Linked DNA regions of Arabidopsis thaliana: region 2 is linked to region 1. The links are chromatin contacts, called in public capture Hi-C maps. All regions are on one chromosome and are shown on one strand. The core of a region is the stretch at or near the end of the contact, and the rest is flanking DNA. Distances in the headings are between cores, read along the strand shown.

What was found. Capture Hi-C pulls out chosen DNA fragments and counts their contacts.
Region 2: a contact with region 1 is called in a capture Hi-C map of root, with 3 times the contacts expected there. The contact joins the promoter of AT5G11070 here to the promoter of AT5G10980 in region 1. A contact is called at or near these places in 2 of 26 Hi-C or Micro-C datasets (leaf and vegetative nucleus), 1 of 2 datasets of contacts at active chromatin or transcription factors (shoot) and 2 of 3 other capture datasets (root and shoot).

Annotation. Positions count from the first base shown.
Region 1 is chr5:3,471,201-3,477,300 of TAIR10.1, forward strand. It overlaps AT5G10980 (Histone superfamily protein), which reads right to left and starts at 2,370. Exons shown (of 3, transcript NM_121136.6): 1 at 2,078-2,370; 2 at 1,652-1,819; 3 at 1,205-1,561. The coding sequence starts at 2,149. The coding sequence ends at 1,391. It overlaps AT5G10990 (SAUR-like auxin-responsive protein family), which reads left to right and starts at 5,620. Exons shown (of 1, transcript NM_121137.3): 1 at 5,620-6,100. The coding sequence starts at 5,684. It overlaps AT5G10965 (a long non-coding RNA gene), which reads right to left and starts at 889. Exons shown (of 6, transcript NR_143260.1): 1 at 755-889; 2 at 211-304.
Region 2 is chr5:3,513,199-3,519,298 of TAIR10.1, forward strand. It overlaps AT5G11070, which reads right to left and starts at 3,837. Exons shown (of 1, transcript NM_121145.3): 1 at 2,894-3,837. The coding sequence starts at 3,700. The coding sequence ends at 3,242. AT5G11080 (Ubiquitin-like superfamily protein) reads right to left here. Exons shown (of 12, transcript NM_001203358.1): 2 at 6,099-6,100; 3 at 5,897-6,017; 4 at 5,737-5,808; 5 at 5,637-5,659; 6 at 5,482-5,541; 7 at 5,324-5,393; 8 at 5,116-5,249; 9 at 4,862-5,026; 10 at 4,691-4,744; 11 at 4,451-4,609; 12 at 4,025-4,361. The coding sequence ends at 4,251. It overlaps KNAT4 (homeobox protein knotted-1-like 4), which reads left to right. Exons shown (of 6, transcript NM_121144.4): 6 at 1-543.

The DNA.
Region 1 (6,100 bases), core at 1,120-3,619:
CTCCTCACCTAGAATCAAAGTAGAAGTATGTACACTTTCTTCCCAGTAAACATATAAGGCACAAGACAGATCATCATGTTTGTTTTCAGATACAAAATTGGCCACAAGCAACCAAAAAAGGAATGAAAACACACCTTAATGAATAAAACAAAGAAGAAACACCAAGGCAGACAATAACACATGTGGAATAAAAATCTAATGAACCCAAACCTCATTGATTAGCTCTTGGGTCCATTTTTCATCTACTTGTATGTATACCACAATTCTGACCCCATCAATACTCTTCAATCTCAGTCACACTTTCCTGAAACACACAGCAAGAAAAAAACGATATTGATGGATCAGTATCAGGTTGCTACCAAATTACATCCACATGTCAGCAGATTAATAGAATTAATCAATGCAAGTGAAAACGTATCCTTTATGATGCACTGTTTTCTCCTACAACGCAATGACCATAAGAAAAAAGACATCTTTTCATTGCAATGAGAAATTTTACAGTGTTCTCTTATTTTGCAATTGACACCATTGCTAAACGATACGAATATTTAAAGCTAAAGTTAAGTAAAGCATTTTTCATTTGCTCGGAGATTCAAGCATTTTGATAATCCGATTAATTCTACGGCAAACACTTAAAAAGCTGAACCAACAATCAACTTGAATTCGCAATGATTGGCACAGTAAAATTTCAATGAAATTAAGAAATACATTGGACTTGTGAACAGAAACCAGGCATTATTAAAGAAACGCCCACCTTCAATACACGTAGAAGACGGAGCAGTACCGGAATTTCGCCGGCGCTGACGTGAGGACTCCGAGTTTTTCGAACATGACCAAGTTAACGAAAATGTAATCTACAATTTTAAAAGGCCCAATAACTGGCCCATATAAATAAATTTTAAACAAAATGTAGCCCATATTGTCTCCAAGTAATTTGTTTTGTTAAAACAGAAAAACGCTTTTTTATGTCTCTTTCTTATCTGTTTTTCAGACCAAAGTTACGAAGCTCATATTGACATCGACAAGCCTTTTAAATTCAAAAAAAGAGAAGAGCATAATTCTGAATTTTGCGGCAACATTTAAACTTTATCGCAAGTTGGTTTTATCCAATCGTTCATACACACTATCCAATCAAATTCATATGCATCTTCGTATCAAAATTGTCAGTTTTTTCTGGGTTATGTGCAACTTGTGAATGAATTTTGCAAAGAAATCAACAAGAACCAATAACGGAAAGGAAAGATTTCATAACTGTTTGCTTAAAAGAGCTGTAAGTTCAACAATTAACACCATGTACTTGGTAAGCAAATAAAAGAGCGATAGGAAACAAGAATCCAGAATACTAATACATCATCGTAAAAATCTAAACTTGAATTAGGTAAATAAAAGCTTAAGCACGTTCTCCACGAATTCTTCTAGCCAATTGAATGTCCTTAGGCATGATCGTAACCCTCTTGGCGTGAATAGCGCAGAGATTAGTATCCTCGAAAAGTCCAACTAGGTATGCCTCAGCCGCCTCTTGAAGAGCTAACACCGCGTGACTCTGAAACCTCAGATCCGTCTGCAAAATTTAACCTAATTAGTATACCTAATTCCATAACATAACCTAATTGATAAGTTTTAATCCGCCGCTAATGAGTATAAATTTTACCTTGAAGTCCTGAGCTATTTCCCGAACGAGACGCTGGAAGGGAAGCTTGCGGATCAACAATTCAGTACTCTTCTGGTACTTACGAATCTCACGAAGAGCGACGGTTCCTGGACGGTAACGGTGAGGCTTCTTGACTCCTCCGGTGGTTGGTGCTGATTTCCTCGCCGCCTGTATTGAAGAATTCGTTAGAGACGCAATCGAATACTCAAATTAGATAAACCCTAGATCCCCTTCCAACCAATTTCATCATAAACAAAATCAAAACCGCAAGATTCATACTAAATTAGATCATAAACTAAAAATTCAACACAATATAGAAAACCTAGATCATATTTTTCAGATTTCGTCCACAAAAACTCGTTATTCAACCCAAATTTGAACCCTAGATCTACTATTTCGGTATGAATGAAAGATAGAAGGACAAACCTTGGTGGCAAGCTGCTTCCTGGGAGCTTTACCTCCGGTGGATTTCCTAGCGGTTTGCTTGGTACGAGCCATTGTTTCTTCCAAAAGATGTGACTTTTCGATAAGCTTGATAGAGAAGCTTTTGATTTGATTATCAGGAAGCGAGTTTTGTTTTCTTGATGATTGTGTGGGAATAGTAAAAGGTGATTATGATTATATAGGTGAATGTTTTAGTCGGTTAATATTAGGAAATACAGAAGTGGTCCAATCTTCACATTTTCGACGGTCAAGATTCGACTTATGAGAGCGAATACTGACGTTGGCGATCTGCGTCCTCGCTTCTGATTGGTTTAATCTTGGGAGGATCGATGACGTGGCTAGTTTTGTGTTTCTTTTCTACGTTTGTCGTTTGAAGTAATCACGATTTTAGTTGGGTTAGAAAAAAGGTAATGACGATTTGATCTACATGTTTGGTAATTAGCGATGATGGGCCGAGTCGTATCCCTTGGTAGGAGTACTGCGTTGGGTTCAGGCCCAACTGATAAGGCATTGAGAGTTCGTCAGCTGTGTTCTGAATATCGATCCGAACCAAATTTGGTACGGCCGCTCCGATCCGAGATTTCAAGTTGGTTGGGTTAAAACCATCACATATATGACATGGACATGGTTGAATTATAAGTTTATAACCTCATCATAATTAAAATTCGGTTTGGTATTAGAACATGAAAACATTCCAGCCCAACTCTTAACTAAAATCCGATCGACCAAAAAGTTGCTCATGCATGATATCGTGTTGAGTTAAATCTATTCTTAATTGGCTTTTATAACGTGAAAATGCAAGTTTTTAACAGAACATATGTTTTCCTGCTCCACATGTATCATAGATCTTTACAAAAGGTTTCTTTTAAAAAGAATTGGAGTGTAAGTGTGGAACGTTAACGAATTCACGTACTATACAAAAGTTGTACGGAAAAAGCTATATATATTTAATACCCAACATTATTCAAGTTTATCACTTCTGCTTATGGCCATTGAAGCCTAAATTTGAATGCACAAAATACAGTTTTAAGTTTTACGTGTTTTAAAATAAGAATTAAGAACGACATAAAGTAATTTAATCTCTCTGATGAAATGTAATTAGGTAACAAAGTTTTTCTCTTTTCCTAAGGGGGTGAGCAAATTCTAGTACAGACCTATAATAATCTGTCTAGTTAATATTATGTGTATATTTACTAGATGGATATTGTTGGTTCAGAAAAAGGCATTACACAAAAGATAGTAATCGATGAGATAGTTGAGTATTTTGTAAGAACAAGAGTTAGTGATTGATCCCAATTAAACCTCACAGTTTCAGTCACTACGTATGAACATGGTGCAAGAGGGCGGAAACAGACTGCCCGATGCCGATTCATTAAATGGATTCGATCTCTAGTACTTTTTATATTAGTTTACCAAAATATATACTTAAAAGAATTCACAGGACATAACAATTATACTGTAAACTCATTGCTGCATAGCAGCATTAATGAAAATATATATGCTTAAGAAGAGAAAATCAAACGAGAAGATCCTTAGAACTCAACAAGTAAGTGTTAGTAAGTAACCCATGGCCATGGGGAATGTATCCAAGCTTCCACATGCACTTGGATTGACCCAAGTTTATTTGTTTTAATACATACTATATTTTATTACCTTTGCATTTAATTCATATTTCCTTTGATATATTAACTTGACTGCAATATACAAAAACGATGTAAATTGATATTAAGCAAATATTATAACCAAATCACGTCACATGCAGACTATGTGATATGTAGGATGGATAAGTGGTCGAGGTTTGGAACTTTGGATTATTGATCAACCATTGTTTTTGATATTTGTCTGGATCACTCCCACACTTTATTTTAAGGTGAGAGTGGATAATTGTTTTTTTTAGTTACTGGAATATTGTGGGTTCTATGTAATTGGCCATATTTTATCCCATAAAAATGTACGAGTTAAGTATAATTTGAGAGACGATCAGATTCAAGTCTATTGAGAGACAATCATCAAGTTTATATTTTCTCCAAACATTAAACGAGAAATATTTTGGGTTCTTTGTTGGAGATGAAACGTTAGCGCACATGGCGGCGTGGACACATTCGTAAACTACAAAAACTAGTGTTTTGGTACGCCGCATTACATTATTGTTCGTCTCTTATAATATACTTTTGTTTTGATAGCAATAAACTTACTTATTTGTAAAAAATAAATTAAACTGATTTGCCTCTGGTGACAAAATCTTTAAAACAGACGATTATGTTTTGACTATATAGTATAAAATTAAAATTACATTTGTTTAAGTACATTTCCTCCAATTCCTGCTACGCATGCATGTGGTGGGTTTCATTTATTTTATTAACTAACCAGAAACCTCACACTTCCGTGCGCTGAAATTATACTAATCTTATAATGATATAATTTAGTATTCATTCAAAATTTGTATATTAACTTTTTCTCGAACATTTTTTTTTTGTGTTTAGTTTGAAGAATTGAAAACTTTGACCCAAGAGCGGCGGTTGTAGCTAGCCACTCCTTCGCATGTACGACCACGAACTAACTGATAACACTTTTTTACATCTTGAAAGTTGAAACATTAAACATTTATATCTTTAAATTAAATTGTATATACAAATATTTGTTTGCGATCTTTTGTTCGACGTGATATGTCCGGCTTATATGAAGTTCCCAATTATGGAATCGTTTAGGGCTTTTAAATTTGACGTCGCCTCCTATAAACCCAATGTTTTGCTGCTCAATATGAGATCTGCAGGAATAGAAACTTGCATATTTTGGTACGAGAAATAGCTACACATAATTTAAAGATATAAGACTTTGATATCATATAATGAATAATAAAGAGAGGAATGCCTCTTTTATGTGTCTCTAAATCCCAATGTGGTGTTAAAGTATTTCCAATGACTGCTCTTTTTGTCCAACACTCTTTAGTTTACATTAGCACATGCTATTATTTTCCTACCACATACTACAAATTACTTCTCCTTTTTTCAATACGTGACAACTTTTTTCTAACCATTATAAGTTTATTACATTACTAATCATTGACAATTTCATTCAATTATTTCTAAGCAAATTCTTTTGTCTCTAATGACTGCCAGTTTATCATGTTTTTCCATGATAGTCTCTCATTAGCATATTATAAAAAACCTACCTACGATTTTATATTAACCAATAATCAACCACTAAATTTCACATGTCGAATCCATCATAAATCAGACATATCCAATGCATCAAGAAGAAAAAAACACACAAGATCTTTAATGTTTCCTCATCTAAGAATCGTATCTAATATCTCTGTTAACATAATAATTAAAACTAATCTCCCGAATAAAATTAATCTAATTCATAATCACACACTATTCCTGTTTCATCCGTCGCAAGAAGCCAAAAGTAAGAACCAATGTGGTAATCTCGTAATTATCACAAAATCCTAAGGGCATTATGTTACTCTCTTTACTATATATACCTCCCCCCTCCCAAAAACTCTCTACCTCACATTTTCTCTGTTTCTCACACTTTCTCGTCTAACGAAATACCAACACGTTAAAGCTTCTGTAATCGGAAAAAATGGCTGGAGGTATCGGAAAATGTAGCAAGATCCGACACATTGTGAAGCTAAGGCAAATGCTTCGGCAATGGCGTAACAAGGCGCGAATGTCGTCTGTCAGACGATCTGTGCCGTCAGATGTACCGTCAGGACACGTGGCGGTTTACGTTGGGAGAAGTTGCAGGAGATTCGTGGTGCTTGCGACGTATCTGAACCACCCCATTCTTATGAATCTCTTGGTTAAGGCTGAAGAGGAGTTCGGTTTTGCTAACCAGGGACCGTTGGTTATCCCGTGTGAAGAATCGGTTTTCGAGGAATCGATTCGGTTTATAACTCGGTCAAGTCGGTTTACTTGTACCGATGATTTAAAGAAGAATCGCCACGGTGGTATTAGGAGCAAGCTGGATCTATTGATGGAATCTCGGCCGTTGCTTCAC
Region 2 (6,100 bases), core at 2,587-5,086, 43 kb after region 1:
CTCCACCATCAATCCATCATTATATCTTGTGAATAACATGGAAATTTCTCGTTATGCATTTAATTTGTGCAATCATTGGCCGTAATCTACACAAATATACATATTAATTTAGCTTGAATATATTATCTCAATTAATGGTTTCAATTTTTTTGTTTTGTTTTGTGAGTGGAACCACTTTTTATGTGGAATTGTTAACCCTAATGCCAAAATCTAAACTCTGCGAAGGTCGCCAGCAAACGAAAGAAAGAGATTATCTCCGCCGTTGTCAAAATTATTAAAAGGGATTATAAAGTTTTTCAATTTGGGCCCCTTTCCTGCGTTTTCTTTATTGTCCATTATGGGCCTCATTGTCTCTAGACTCTCTACCTTACAGGGTTTGCTCGCCGACGTTTCATACATAGTCCTCTTGTTTCTAAGGATGCCGATTAACACTTTTCATTTTTATCAACAAACTGGCTTGCAAGGGTTTTGAACCTGAGTGATGACCTACCATTTCTATCCATACTATAATCAGATTTTTTTTTGTTCTTTTTTATAATCAAGTTGGTGAAATAATTAACAACAATACTAGCACAAATCATTAACATAATGGTTCATACCTCATAGCCATATAAGATCATGAAAAAGTTATAGTTTTAGAAGTTTGTTTTTATTTTTAGTTAAAATTTAGTTTTTCCAATTAAGACCGAGTTATTAGTTAACAATGTAAAACTTAAGTAAATGCGATTTCTTTGGATTGGTTTGATTCGACTACAGTAAAACATAGGTCTTTGTTTTGTTTTAACCATAATAAAATCAATTGGATTATAAATAACTTTAGTTCTAATTCCGTTTACACATTTAGGTTTGCTTCAATTATAATCCTTCATGGAGATAGATAGCTAGATTAGTGGTGGTAATAATGTATGAGTTGAGAGAGTCTCTTTTTAGGTAGAATAAGATTGCACATGACGTGGCATTGTGAACGTTGTGGGGTTTTGTGATTGGTCTTGTCTTCTACTTACAAGACAGTCATATGAGAGGAGCATTTTAGAGCTGGCCCAATCATAAAAGACAGCTAGCTCTCTGTGACTCTGTGTTATCCGTTATGTTGCAGCAGCGACGAAAACAATTTGCTTCTTCTTCTTCTCTTTTGTCCTTATAGATAATACTTTTCTTTTCAAAATCAATTCACAATTGCTGAAGATATCAAAGATTCGTTATCTGAAAGTGACGCAGAAAAAGTACACAAAATAAAAGTGTTAGTGGGTAACTGGAGGATAGATAGAGAATATAAACAGAGAGGACGACAAAGAAGTTCAACATTCTCTCTAGTTTATCGCGCGCTTCTTTCTGTTACACGTTAGCCAATCTATGAGGAACATTTTCTGATTTTTTTATATGTAAGTATATTAGGATAATCATTGATACAAATATTCGATTCATCTGGTGTTTCTCTAAAAGATTAGGATATTTATGGGAGAAGAAGCTCTTCCTCGAACACCAATACGAGGAAATAACGTTCAATGAAGTTTGACATTACATCTTAATATTATATTTTAAGATATTTTTTAATATGCGATGAAGGAATTCATCTATGTAGTACGGTAACAATTGCAAGTTGAGGACGTCACGATTTCATTAGTTTTTATGGCATATCTATATTCGTCGTTGGGGACACGATGCAAGTATATTATTTTTTTTTGATAAAGCAAACTTTACAGTTGACAAAAAAAAATTACACCTTTACAATTTACAAAATATATGTTTAAAACATATCATAATACATTTGTTAATTAGAAACACTATGGATTTATATAGAAAATGTACTGGACTAATGGTGGATACAAATATCTAAAATGGAAACAATCAATGACGATGATTGATATTGAATGTTGTGACTCGATAGGAGATCAAGTCTAGAGATAGTTGTAAGGGAAAAAGTAGAAAAGAGTATAATACACTAAAAATGTATAGTAGACAAAACGAGCAAGATTTGAGGCATCAGAAGAGAAAGAGACATGTCGACCGGTGGCAAGTGGTAGGTATCACTATGTAACAACACAAACGTCAAAACATGTGAGAAAGCGTTTTTGCTTCGCTTTTCTTTTTCAATTTTCCCCACTTCACTTCACTTCACACAGTCACACTCTTATCCTCAGTATCTCCACTTCTTTTTTCAATGAAATGTTGTGGATAAATAATACGATAATTGGCATCCACTATCTTAAACCAGCTTTGTATGACTATGCCCGTGACAGCTTACCAGAATCTCTGTGTTTTGATTAATACTATTTCCAGACACTAAAGGTTCTTTTTTCCTAACCTAATTCATAATTAGTCGAAACGTAAAGATTGATTCTTCTAATTATTAATATTCATATATAATTCCAGTAGCTGAATCAGGTTCCTGTGTTCTATCTAAAAGTATACTATACAAATAAAAACCTTTTTCTTCTCGACATGAGTTTAATACTATATGAATATGACTACACAAATATTTTTATATTTTTTGAAAAAGATAAATATGTTGATGTTGTATACCCAAAAAATTGTGTTTTAGCTCCAAAAAAATACCAATGTCTTGCTTCAACGGTCTCAATGATCACGATCCATAAATCATAAATTTTATAAAGTTCAAACGTTTCTAGCTACAAGCTAGTTTCATATGATGCCGACACATTAATTCATAGCTTTCGTCTCTTGTCCTGTAATTAGTCTTAAATGCTTTATTTCACCCATATATAGCTTTTCACTTGACTCACGTTTCAACTCCGTTCTACCAACACTGATTTAATCCTCATCAGTTCAAAAATCTCCCTCACTCATCATTCTCTGCTATAGTTCTTGATGAATAAAAAACTCTAACCATCTCTTGTTCCATCTAAATACAATGTGGTAATTAATGAACGCTAAGATCAAATCAAGATTTGAAATGATGGAATCAAATATGCAATGATTAACCATCTATTAGATCCACACCATTATTTTAGGGTTTGTCCGTAACAGTTTATGAACAATTCAACAAAGCGCATAAAGTGAAATGGATTAAATTTGTAAGAAACATAGAAAATGTTTCTGCTTTTTATTTGCACACATCAATTTTACAAGTATATCAAATCAATATGGCGAGAGAGCATTTACATACACCTGACGTCATATTCTTACGTCATTTCTCCGGCGAACAGTTACATTCCACCGTCACACACAAGAAAACGAAAAGATATTTTTTTAAAGAATCTTTTTGTAATTAATTATTCCGTCAGAAAGAGATCAAATCAACCGTCGCCGATCTCGTCTTGGTCACCGGCGACTGAGGCAACCTCGCCGTGAAATTAGGAAAAGAACCATCGTCATCAGCTCTCACATTATCCTCGAAATTGAGCGCGTAACTCAACGGATCGTAACTGAAATCTCCAGGATAACTCTGGCTATGATGATGATGATGAACACAATTATTATAAGCACAATTGTTGTTACGACACGTAACCTTGATACGTGACTTCACACGCCGGCACCGATCTCTTAACTCTAGCTCCTGCGCCGTAGATTTGAGCCATTCGTAAGGAGATCTTGGTGTTCTTTGTTCTCCTCCGATCATCATGGCTTCTGGCTCAACCACCGCGTTGGCTCCTATACAACAGATCGGAGATCTCATTCTGTGATTTGTGACTCTCGTTGTTGATCTTGCGGTGGAGGGAGAGCTGCATTCGTTATACATTCTTGATCTTGTAAATTTTGTTTCTTTGAGGGATTTGTAAAAAAATACAGAGGAAAAGATTATATGGTTTCTTGAATTAGGAAAAAAGAAGACAAGTGAGGGAAAGAGAATGTGTCTGGTGAGAATAAATAGGAAAACAAAAAAGAAGAAGATAAGAGAGAGTAAACAAAACTCCGTGGATAATGCGTGGGCTTTTGGGCCTGATCCGCGTTTTCTTGCTAAAGTTATTTTTGTTTTGTAATAATAAATATTGCTACTTGTATAATATATAGTTTTCACCATGATAGTGCTGCTAGAGAAATTTGTTGTTTTTGACTTGAACTTTAAAAGAATCAATTTTTATTGGAAATAAGTGTATATAACAAAGGTGTTGCTACTATGTTATGAACAAAAAAAAAAAGACTTTTTGCTGTTCTATTGTAATTTGAAAAACAAATAGAGTTCCGAATGAAAAATATAAAAGTGTCTCCTTTTTGCATCTCTAATTGCTTCCATTCTCCACCACCAAGTTTCACTCGCTCTGCGTCGTCCACATCCAAAAAATAGTGTCTCAGAGGCCAAAACTTCCAACCATCTCTTTCTTGGCTTTGCTATAGTATAGGTTTAAAGTACTAACTATGTTTACCATCTCATGTTCTGAGTCTGAATCTGAAAGCTCCTCCTGCGAAATGATACCAACACACAAATGCAACAAAGTTATAACTATACTGCGTATATGTATTACTATGTCACCATGATTCCATTAGTTACATCTGTGGTAAGTCGAGGAGAGGAGGTATTGTCTGCATTTTGATCAGATGCATTGAAATAGAGATCGGAATGTTGTTGATTCCTCGATGATCTCCTACGTGATATAATTCTTATCCTCCTTCCTGCTCTAATACTTGTTTGCAGCCAAGAGTGATGTGACTATATGAAGAAAAAGGTCAAAATGTGTATGTGTCAATGAGTGATACATAAATTGGTGATGAAGAAAGAGACAGAACAAACCTGTAACCGATTTTGACCTGTTGGGGATATGAACACTGCACGACCAACATCATCCTGAGATACATACAAAAGGATAAGTGTTATATTGTAGTCGTAGACATACACATAAACGCAAAGGCATCTACAAGCTAATTCGTCTTAAAAATATTAATCAGATACATATGTACACACTTGTGTTTCTCCCATGCTAATTCTTGAGGTGCCATGGCCTAACGCAAGAATTGAACTTCCTAAGTGACACAAGAGGCTTCCTGATTCAACCACTCTTTCTTGCCGCAATCTTCGGGCTGATGGGTCCGTAACATTTACTTGATCCACAAGCAACATTGAAATATTCTGCACAATGAAAACAATTTTATCCCAAAATCAAAAAACATATAATGGAATGTGGTAAAAACTCGATTCAAGAGAAGAAGACAACATACTGATAAACATTCAGCAACTTCACCAATCAACAATCGCCTTGTCGTATGTGCCAACTCCCCCCAATGACATTCTCTTGCGATCAGATCCTCCCTGGAACGGTTAGGAGCTTGCCAGTTGTTATCATCATTGTTACCTAGAAAATTCACAATACAAAATGTCACAGAAATTCAGAGATTTTATTTCAACTAAATAGAAACCATGTCTAACCATATGTAGCAAACACTTGTCTTATACGATCCAGATGTCGAGATAAGGTTGTGATAGAATCTGGAATCACCTGCAGAATGACCAATAGATATAATTTTCATGAGTAAGTTAAAGAGTGTGTACCCTGAGAATATAAGAAACCTTTTACAATGACTTACAACAGATGGTGTATCATATCCTCTTGCGGTCAGTTGATAAGAATGGTCAGTCAGAGTCCCCTGGCCAAATAAAGGAGAGATAGATGCTTACTTCTTGAATCTCAAGTGGCCCTTAAACATCAAAGAAGATACAAAAGAGAGCAAGAGAAACTCACTCGACCAAGATTTGAATTAGCCGCTGAAAAAGAATTTACCAACTTAGAGAATTAGTATTTTACCAAGTGTTAATTTAGAGACTATTGAGAGAATATACACCTGCATTACTAGAGAATAGTGGAATTGGTGGTGATCCTTTTACCAAATACAGAGTGTGGCCTTCTTCAACATCTAAGATTTAACCCATTTAAAGAAAGATTCATTCGAAAAATGAAACCAAGTATTATGAGATGCGATGAAAAAAACAAAGGCAGGATACGATAATCTGATAAGCGTTGATCATTCTTCAAAACTCTTCCCCGGAATAACAAGCGAGGTTGTCGTTCCGGTGAAACTCCACAATAGTAACAAATATCCTGCTTCAGATCTCGTACAGGTATCTGCAAACCATAGAGAAATAAGTCTATAGCAGAACAAATATGATGCCATTGGTTATCACAACTAATGATCAACCAAGAAACCA